Regions from separate parts of the Columba livia genome. Here region 1 is linked to region 2. Evidence: chromatin contacts called from public Hi-C data. All regions are on one chromosome and are shown on one strand. Each heading gives the region's core, a stretch centred on a gene start, on an enhancer-like site or on the middle of the called end of the contact. The rest is flanking DNA. Distances are from core to core; before and after follow the strand shown.

Region 1 (4,565 bases), core at 2,021-4,520, 55 kb before region 2:
GAGATTAGTATTAACTAAACCTGTCTCTTGTTGGATGGCCCTCCAGCTGCCAAAGTAAAACTTCTTTGGCTCACATCACAGGCAGTGAAACTGGGTCATCATTCCTCCTTTGAACATTGCATAGTTCAAAGAGCTGCCAGTGAAGCATGGTGAAAAATAACCAAAATAATATTAAGCATTATATTATTCAATGGAATTACCCGAATTAACACTGAACCTAGTCAGCAAGTGTAGAAAACACTCCCTTTCATTTCTCTTTCCTTTAGACTGTCCCCTTAGAGCCACCATTTTCAAACATGGGGAAATGACCACTAGAAAAAATGTTATATAAATTCTCTGTCTTAAAATTCTTACTGGTGCATCTTTCCAACATGTCCTTGGGGAAAGTTGCAATAACTTTTGTTACAGGAAGCAAGAAAAGATGATACCCATCCAGATCCCCTTCCCTTTCCCTTGGGACAGGGGAGTGTAGATGCTCCTCAGCCCCTTTCTAAGAAGCTGCCTCTCCTGGGCTGTAGGAGAATGACTCCAGAGTCTCCAGGCTTCAATGTGGGGCTTCAAATCTAACACATGTGGTTTCAGATGCCACATGTGGGTCTCCAAATGTAACACTCGTTCCATGTGGCCTTCCAGCCAGGCGGCTGCTGGCTTTGGTGGCATGGGCAGATCTGGCCAGACACACTCATCTCCACCATCGATCCTTCCAGGAGTTTCCTTTCAATGTTTGTGGGCGTCACTTGTTAGACTAAAAAAAAAAAGTTAAAAGCCCCAACTTCTGACTCCTTCACCACCCCAGAAGACCAGCAACCCCGTAGCTCTGGCAGAGGCCCACCATGACGAGATGCCCAGGGCTTCGGACGGACCCATAACGGTGGGACGCGGCGGGAAGGCCGCTCGCTGTCCCGGCCCCGTGCTCTCCTCACGCCGCCGCCCGCCCCTCGCACACTGCGGGCCCAGGGCAGGCGCAGCCGGCGGGCGGGCTGAGGCCGGGGGCCGGCCGAGGGAGGCGGCCGCCCTTCCCGCTCGACAGCCCGGCATTTAGGCATCCCCTTCCCAGCACACAGACATCGAACCGGGGGTCACGGGGAGAGCCGGAGCGCTCCCTGCCCCGCCGCCCACCGGCACCTGCTGCTGCGGGAGGCGCCGGGCCCGCTGCCGCCAGCAGGGGGCGCTGCCGCCTGCCCGCAGGGCGACGCGGTGCCGGGCCGGACCGGGCCGAGCTGAGCTGTGTTCCCCTCCGCTGGCTGCCCGCAGCCCCTCCGCGTTTTGCCGCCTTGCGGCTGCTGAGGGCTGGAAATGCCGCCGGTGCTTCATGCGGCCTGTGCTGGCTCCGGCAGCACCTGCCGCGGCCTCGGGGGCTGTGGCTGGGCAGCGCGGGGTGGCAGCGGGAGCCGGCGGGGGCGGCTGGGAGCACACCTGGCTGTGAGGAACGGAGCTGTGTGCCTCACGCAGCCTGAGGAAAAACGGCATCCCGAAGCGGAGAGTTTAAAAGGAAAGACGCGGGAATTACAGAAGGAGAGGTTCACGGGACGGGGCGGGGGGGAAGGGCTTGGACGGCGGCGGGGAAAGAGACAGGTTTTCTCCCAGAGATGAAATAGGCTGTTGTTACTTACAACGGGTGTCGTACCTCAGGCAGGTCCCTGCGCAGAGAGATCCGCTCGCTCAGCGCTTCGTTAAAGCCGTGGGTTTCCAGGCCGAGCGGCCGCTGCCCCGCGGCAGCGCCTTCCGCGGGCTGCAGAGGACGGGCCGGGAGCTGCGGGGACTCCGCGTCCCCCTCGGCCCTCGCCTCCGGCCGCCTGCTCTGCTGCTTCACCACGCGATAGCCCTTCCTGGCCTTGCTGTGGTTCCTCCGGCCCGTGGGTGACACGACGGCTGCGATCAACTCGTCCTCCCGCAGGGAGATGAACGGTGACAGCCCATCCAAAGGGTAGTACTGCTGGCTCTCCTCCTGGGTGTCCAGCATCTCTTGGGTCTCCACAAAGTCCACCTGATACCCTTCCCGGGGGTTGAACTCCACAGGCTGGAAAGTCCCTTCCTTGCTCTGGTTGCTGGGTGGTGGATTCAGCGTTGTAACCATCAGTAGCAAAAAGCCCAGCATCAGCAGCAACAAGAGAAACTGCAGCTTACGTGATCCATATCTGCACTTCTTCCTCAAGAACATACTGTTGGTGACAAAATGATACAGATGGTCATGTTAAATATCCCTCGGATCTTTCTTAGACTCCAGTCCTCGGGTTGCAGCAAAGCCCTGGTTTTCACTATCTGCCAAGAGGATTTTTTTGCTCCCCTCACATTTCACTGATGCCGTTTCATGCTTTCCTTTCTGTTTACAGACAAAATATAACATTCCTATTAATATTGCACTTACTGTAGTAAAAGGTAGCATGGATCCAGTGAGATGAAATAGATCCTTTATGATACAGAGTCCCAGCTTAGTTAGGAAAGCACATGTTTAGCTGAAAAAAAGAGTGGCTGAAGTTTTGATTTTTTTTCCCTTTTAAATTCTAAGTAAAAAGAAATTCCATTTCTGATAGTTTCCTTCCAGAGTAGTTCCTGCTTCTTCAAAATTTCCAGTTGCTGCCTGGATTGAAGCGCTTTATGCCTGAAAACAGATCTGACAGCTCTCCCCCGTGCAGAGGCTTAAAGTTAACTGTGATCAACAGATGAGAACTACTCAGCCCCTGACTTGTTTCACACATAACTACGGCACTCAGTCAGGAAGCACTTTGCCAGACATAATACAGAGCAATGTGTGCGTCTTTCTCGTGGTCCTAATGCCCTCACTGTTCTTGTCCTATCAAATCAAAACTTTGCAAAAGCTGTAAGAGGTGAAATATAAGAAGCAAAACGTTGTACTATAAAAGAAATCAAGGGACACCATGAATCTCTCTATGTCTGAATAGCTCTGTTAAACTAAGAATGCTCAGAGCAAGAAGCAAGAGTTTTATAAACTGAATAAAAGAGAGAGTGCACATGATTTATTTAAGGTTAGATGTATTAGTATGGTAATGTGCTAGCTGGAGTATATTTCATTTTCAGTAAATATTTAGAGCAGTGGGGATTTTAACACTGACATAAGGTTGTCACATTATCACCTGGCAGAATGAAGTTGTCTCCTCATCCATAAATTGGGTATTGCAGGGGAAGCAGCACTTCAAGTTTTCAATAGTCCAAGAATAATATGTAGAAAGCCTGGGCTGGAACAACCACCCACACTGAAAGAAAACAACGGCTTTTGTGATTAAAAGGGGAGCTCAGTCTCTGAGGTCTGTTTGCTAGTACTGCTGGTATGGGTGCTAGTGGGCATTTTTTTGCTGTGAGATGGATGATTGTCCAATGGGAAAAAGGGTGATACAGCCCACATGCTTCAGCGTCACACGCCTCTTGGTCTGGCAGAGATCAGGTGTGGATGTAACTCAGATGTTACCAATCCTTTTGACGCTGGGGACATGGGATGTGTTTTTTTGCATATCCTGTAATATTTGATGAGCAAAAAGTACCAGCTCCAGGAGGCATGTGGTTACTAGGAAACTTCCATGTCCACCTTTTGTTAAAAAGTACATTTCTACACATTATAGGTAAAACAAAAGCCTGAAGATGTGAATGCTGTATACTCTAAAGGGAGACAAGAATTCTTCCTTTTTTTCCTGCTTTCCCATTACTTCCCTGTAAGATGTTTTCTAAGTTCAGCCTATGGTTCTTGGTAAACAACTTGCAAAAAATTGAAAATGAGAGGACATGTACTTTCAAGACACACACTTTCAAACTACAATGAGTCATCACCTTCAAAAGTCGGGATAGGATAGGATAGGATAGGATAGGATAGGATAGGATAGGATAGGATAGGGCACCTTAAAATTACTGGACATGTAGTCTCAGTTCTGTCTGTACTGCCCTAACCCTCTTATATAGAATGTTTTGAGGTGGTGTGATGAGTCTGCTGTGTGGCACCTTCCTTACCTCAGCTGTTCTTTAAAATATATAATACTGCTTTAATAATATCTTGGATAGAAGGAAGATTTAACCAGTATTTGGTACTTCACCATTGTATGTGTCTTCCTGTTTTAACTTAATTTACAGAAAAGTAACATCCCAGCCCACCTTCAGCCCTGAGAATATTGCTCTTTATCCTACTTTTTATAGGGAAAAAAAAAGTGTTGATGTTTTCAGTTCAATAGGGAAGCATCACACATTTGCATTAAAAAATCTGAGTTCAAAAGCATTCATATAAAAATATGTGTCAGGCATAGAAAGACAAAATGAAACAGAAATGAAAAGACATGTCCAAGGCACTCTGCTGGCACCAGCAACCTGCAAAACGTTCAGTTCCACAGTCTCGTTATCAGGCATGTAGAATGGAAGAAAAGAAAAGAAAAGGAGAAACTTAAGAGTATGTGGAATAAATGGGAGAAAGTATTACTGGCTTTTTAAACTTTTTTTTTTACTTTTCTGATCCAGCCAAGTATTTCAATTTAATTTAATTACTATTCTTGCCCTGGCTAAAATATTATAACAGGATGCTGATCAAGGTAATTCTAGCCTGCAGCAGTAAATTCTGTCCTGGT
Region 2 (4,538 bases), core at 1,775-4,274:
TCTTGGAAAAATCACATTTTTCTGTGTTCAGTTACCTGCATCTCAATTCAAGTGTCTCTTGTTCTGTTCTATAGTTTATTTGTAATGTAATTGCAACACAAAGGCCGAGTCTTTGAGCTGGACTGTAGGGCTGTTGGTGTTCAGATACAGAACAAAGAGTCTTCTTGCTTCAAAAACTTTAAAATCTATTCTCTTCAAAAGTAGTACAATGAATTAGTGTGGGGAGAGGTTGCCCAATAAAGTACAGTGCAAGTGGTGAAGAAACAACAGAAGTGTAGTTAGTGTCAAGAGGAAAGAAAATTGTATACAACAGGATGTTCTGGCCTGTATGTGTATACATCTACCACTTCAAGAAGTTCCTCTAAAATCAATACAGTTTGTGAGTATAGATCTACATATCTGGATGTTAAGCAGCACAGTTTTCTCAGCAGATCTCTTGCCAAAAATACACCCTCATTTTGAAAGCAATTTTTTTTAATAGCATATTTTGAGAGTATTTTTTTAAAGTGCTTGGATAATATTAGAAAATAGCTGAAAGGGCATAATTTTTCTTATCTATGATCAGAGTTGTTGTAATTTTAAAATGAGCAAACAGGAGAATTTATCCTAAGAAGAAAGTAACCAAAGCTGAAGAGAAGGAAATTCCAAATCAATGTCTGAGCCCAGTCCTAGCTACAAATAGAGAAAGCAGGTAGTATGCAAAAGCCACCTTAAAATTAAATTAATGTGAACATGTGTGTTCATTAAGTAGATGTTTATACACATTTATAAGGTTATTTTTGTACATACTTTAATGATTCAAGCATGTAATTAAAAGCCATGTGTAGGAGTTTCTAAGTGATTTAGATCTCATTTTCAACGATGATATTGGCACTCACGAGCCTTTACTTCCTTGAAAGTTAATGGAGTGTATGTTCCTAGATGTGTAGAGCGTTCACCTTTACAAAGGGAATTTTTAATTCACACTTGTTTAAATGCTATTTAAAAATGAACGATGTTTCAAAATGCACATGTGCATGAAGAAGCAACATGAAGAACGCCTTATACCTGAGTATTTTTTTCTGCCTTTCTACCTCCTCCTTATATCAGTGGCACAAACCAACCCAAATACAGCAGAGGCTGGGAGGCTTCATCTCATGGGTCCATCCCTTAGGCTAAAGGAAGATTACGTGTTGGGAGCCACAGATCTCTTGCAATCTGGTGGAAAAGCTGCAGCTGCATGATGGTGACACCTTTGCTGGCACACTTTGTCAGGTCAAAGTGATTCAGGAAATTCTACAGAGGCACCGTGAGACAGAGTTTGTTTGGCTGTTTCTGCTCCAGTGGTTTTGCTGAGAGCTCCTCAAAGGATGAATCCATGGAGGAGGAGGCTGCCTTGTGCTTTCTGTTCCTTTTCCAAACTGTACTGTGCCCTGCTTATAGTTTCCACTTATTTCCACTGAATAAATATGAAGAGCATATACCATCCTCAACCTCTATCAGAAATGTTAGCAAGAAGGTTTAGAAAATATGAGTGTTGAGTCCCTTAACAGATCACCTGCTAACCACCAGGTCCATTTGGGAAATGAGAGCATGGAAACCTTGCTCAAGAATAGCTACTTCTGCATGGCTTGCTCTGCAAAGTGCACCCAGTTAGTGGTAGTGCACTTTCTGTGGGATGGGAGCCAGCCCTGAAAGGTCATGCAGAAGGCCAGCCCTCTGAAGGAACTCATCGCAAATACCCCTGCTGTGCAAAAAGCCTGTGATCCCACTGTGCGCCAGGGAAGACAGGACAGGACTGGTATCAGTGCAATTTAAAATATCAACATGCTGTGCCAACAGCAACGGTCAATAAAGTTATCATGATGTTCATCCTCCTGAATTTCACAGGCAGGATTATGGCAATAGCCCAGATTAGATGTTTCAGACATCTGTCTGCCTGGTGACTGTTCTACCACTGCAATGCTGACCACAGTGTCAGCCTGAAAAAGACTTGGCTGCAGCATGTGCCACGTTGTCTGTCTCCTACATGGTGAGAGAACCCCATACAGTCCTTTCTGAACAGCATCAGCCTTGTCAGCGCCTGGGATGTGTGCAGCAGGAGTTTGAGCTTCCACAAGCTCCACTCTGCTTCAACAACAGAGTAACTGAGAACTGATGAAACTCAGCCATGCATACAGGAAAGGCAGGCATTTGCTAATTTGCTCATCATGTCCACCTTGACTGGATCAAAAAGAATCATCAGTGAGATGGTGTGACACTGCTTTCTGACTTCTTGACTGTCTTTCTACCAGATTTCAACTTTCTGCTCTGAAACTTTGCAGTGATCTTCACAAGTGGATGGGGAAACTTGCCTTTGTTTGCTAGGTTTTTTTTCTGGAAAACATCTGATCCTTTGGGGATGTTCTCTAAATGATTTAAGGCAGAGAAAGAGCATGGAAGATTTCAGCCCTTAAAGTTAAAGGTCTGACAAAGTTACAAGCAACTGGAAATGGTGGGTATGATGGAAAGTATTAGCCTGGTGTAACAATGGATGGAGCAGTAGCAACACCTATAATTGTAAATGACAAAACAGAAAGGAAAACTATATTCCAAGGGATTTAAAATATTTTTTTTAAACCTAGGCCAGGTTGTCCCCTCCCAAGTTAAAACCCACAGGAGGCAATTTCTGCTTGGAAACTGGTACACGGTGATCTGCAGATCTCTTCCAGACTGACTCATCCCAGAGGCAGCATCTCTTTCTGTTCTCCAAAGGGTGCAGATTTTTTCCCTTCCAAGTGGGGACAGAGATGCCTAAGCTCACTTGTTTCAGGTCTTGCCCTAAGGGTCTTTCTCACCCCTATCCCCCAGTTTTAGCCTGTTCTATTTAAAGACACCCTCATAGTGATTTTGGTTTGCTGAAAACAGTTTCCAGAATGAAAAAGGGAGAGTTATGGAAACTCTGCAGCCTCTGGCTCTTGGGCTATTCCCTCTTCCAGTGCAGGTTATACAGAGCAGGGGAAGGGACAGCAGAGGTGGGTAAAAAGCAGATGTCTTGGATGCAAGGAAGCATCTGCACACTGTGAAGAATTCAAATACCTCACTGCTGGCTTGCTGTTTTCTTAAAATATTACAATTGCTTTTCTGAGCTTGCTGTAAAACTAAGTAAAAGCAGCACTATGCTATAGTAACATTTTTTTCTCTTTTTTTATGGTATGATATTTTTAATATAACTTTTGGCAGCATGTGCTGAGAAGCAGAGATTTTCGCTGAAATGTGGGACCTCAAAAGAAAGTCTGTTTGTCCCAAAGTGGCATGTTGTTTCATGACCTTTCACAGATGTTTCATTAATTTGTCATCCTGAGCTACAGAATTGCTTTTGTTAGGATGTAGAAATCACTCTGTTCTTGCAGAGCTGTTGGTGACATGACTCATGGTCCCACTGCATAGATTTGGACTAGTACAATAACTGGATAGAGGGAGAGAGAGGGTTTTTTTTGCAGTCTGTTTTGGTAACCAAGCAGAGAAATTGCACCAGCCTTTGCTTTCTCCCCCTCCAACCAGTGGTAGAGGTCTTAAATATATTCATAAGAAAAATGAGTTATGATCTGTAGTAAGGATTTATTACTTTACCAGTTACTTGAATTTCTCCCTTAAGATTACATGAAGGGCAATTAGGGTTGTTTTCTTATTTTTTTTTTTCATGGAGAAGGGTCTTAGGCAAAACCAGGTAACAAAGAGCAAAGCTCAAAACAACTGACGACGCTATGAAAGAATCTGCCTTCCGTCATTGAAGAGTCCTCACAAAATCATCTAATTTATCAAGAAAACACAGTCTGGGATTTATTATCTAACAAATTTTTATTGTATTTAATGTCCAGTGAGTGTTTTTCAGATCTGTGTCCTAGAAAATGAGGGAAACATGCCTTCAAATATTTGTTGAAACTCTCTTTGGACATTATGGAGCCACTTCTATTCTCTCCTAAATGACAGCAGTTGCCCTCTAAGCCAGCTAGCTGAAACACTTTGAAGTACTTCTCTTGGCTGTCCAGATTGCAGGACAGAAATAGAGAGCAGGGCAAGCCTCTCTTTTGGACTGCAGAAACCTAGATGCTGTGATGCTAACAGCTCCATCACCTTCTCACCTGCATCCTTTTATATCAGCCCTGGGCTCCTCCTGGCTCTCTCTTTTCTCTTAGCCTGAATTTTGGGGAGGGCTGGGGCTCTGGCAGTTGTTGACACCCCCAGGATGAGCAAACACCTACAGCAATAACCCTAAGGAGTCTTCCTTTTGGTACCCTCCATGCTTTTTTCATTTTGAGGTGTATTAACTAGTTGATGCTCCCATCAAGAACAAAGATGTCCTCTTTTGCCCCTACATATTACTAAGAGAAAGGAATCGTCATGGAGTTGCTGGACTGTAAATGGGGACAAAACATCCCCTGTGGACCCCAGAAGCAGTGATGCACACAGCAGGAGGTGCTTGGCTGAGCCCTTGCAGACCTGGCCAAGTTTGCAGGGCTGTTATCAGAAGCTGTGCCCAATGTCAGGAAAGGTAACCTCAGCTGCAGGCTGTACAA

The links. Hi-C and Micro-C count contacts between places; a contact is called where the count stands out from the background.
Region 1: a Hi-C map of crop shows a contact between it and region 2, with 2.2 times the contacts expected there. The contact joins the promoter of GALNT15 here to the enhancer-like site in region 2. A contact is called at or near these places in 2 of 2 Hi-C or Micro-C datasets (crop and liver).

Annotation. Positions count from the first base shown.
Region 1 is chr2:38,081,734-38,086,298 of bColLiv1.pat.W.v2, reverse strand. It overlaps GALNT15 (polypeptide N-acetylgalactosaminyltransferase 15), which reads right to left and starts at 3,270. Exons shown (of 11, transcript XR_010470102.1): 1 at 3,096-3,270; 2 at 1,614-2,162.
Region 2 is chr2:38,026,142-38,030,679 of bColLiv1.pat.W.v2, reverse strand. No RefSeq gene overlaps it. Among named protein-coding and RNA genes, the nearest start is that of GALNT15, 55 kb to the left of the region's middle. Within about 2 kb of position 3,024, at least 1 of the 3 cell types and tissues checked has an H3K27ac peak away from gene starts, as active enhancers do.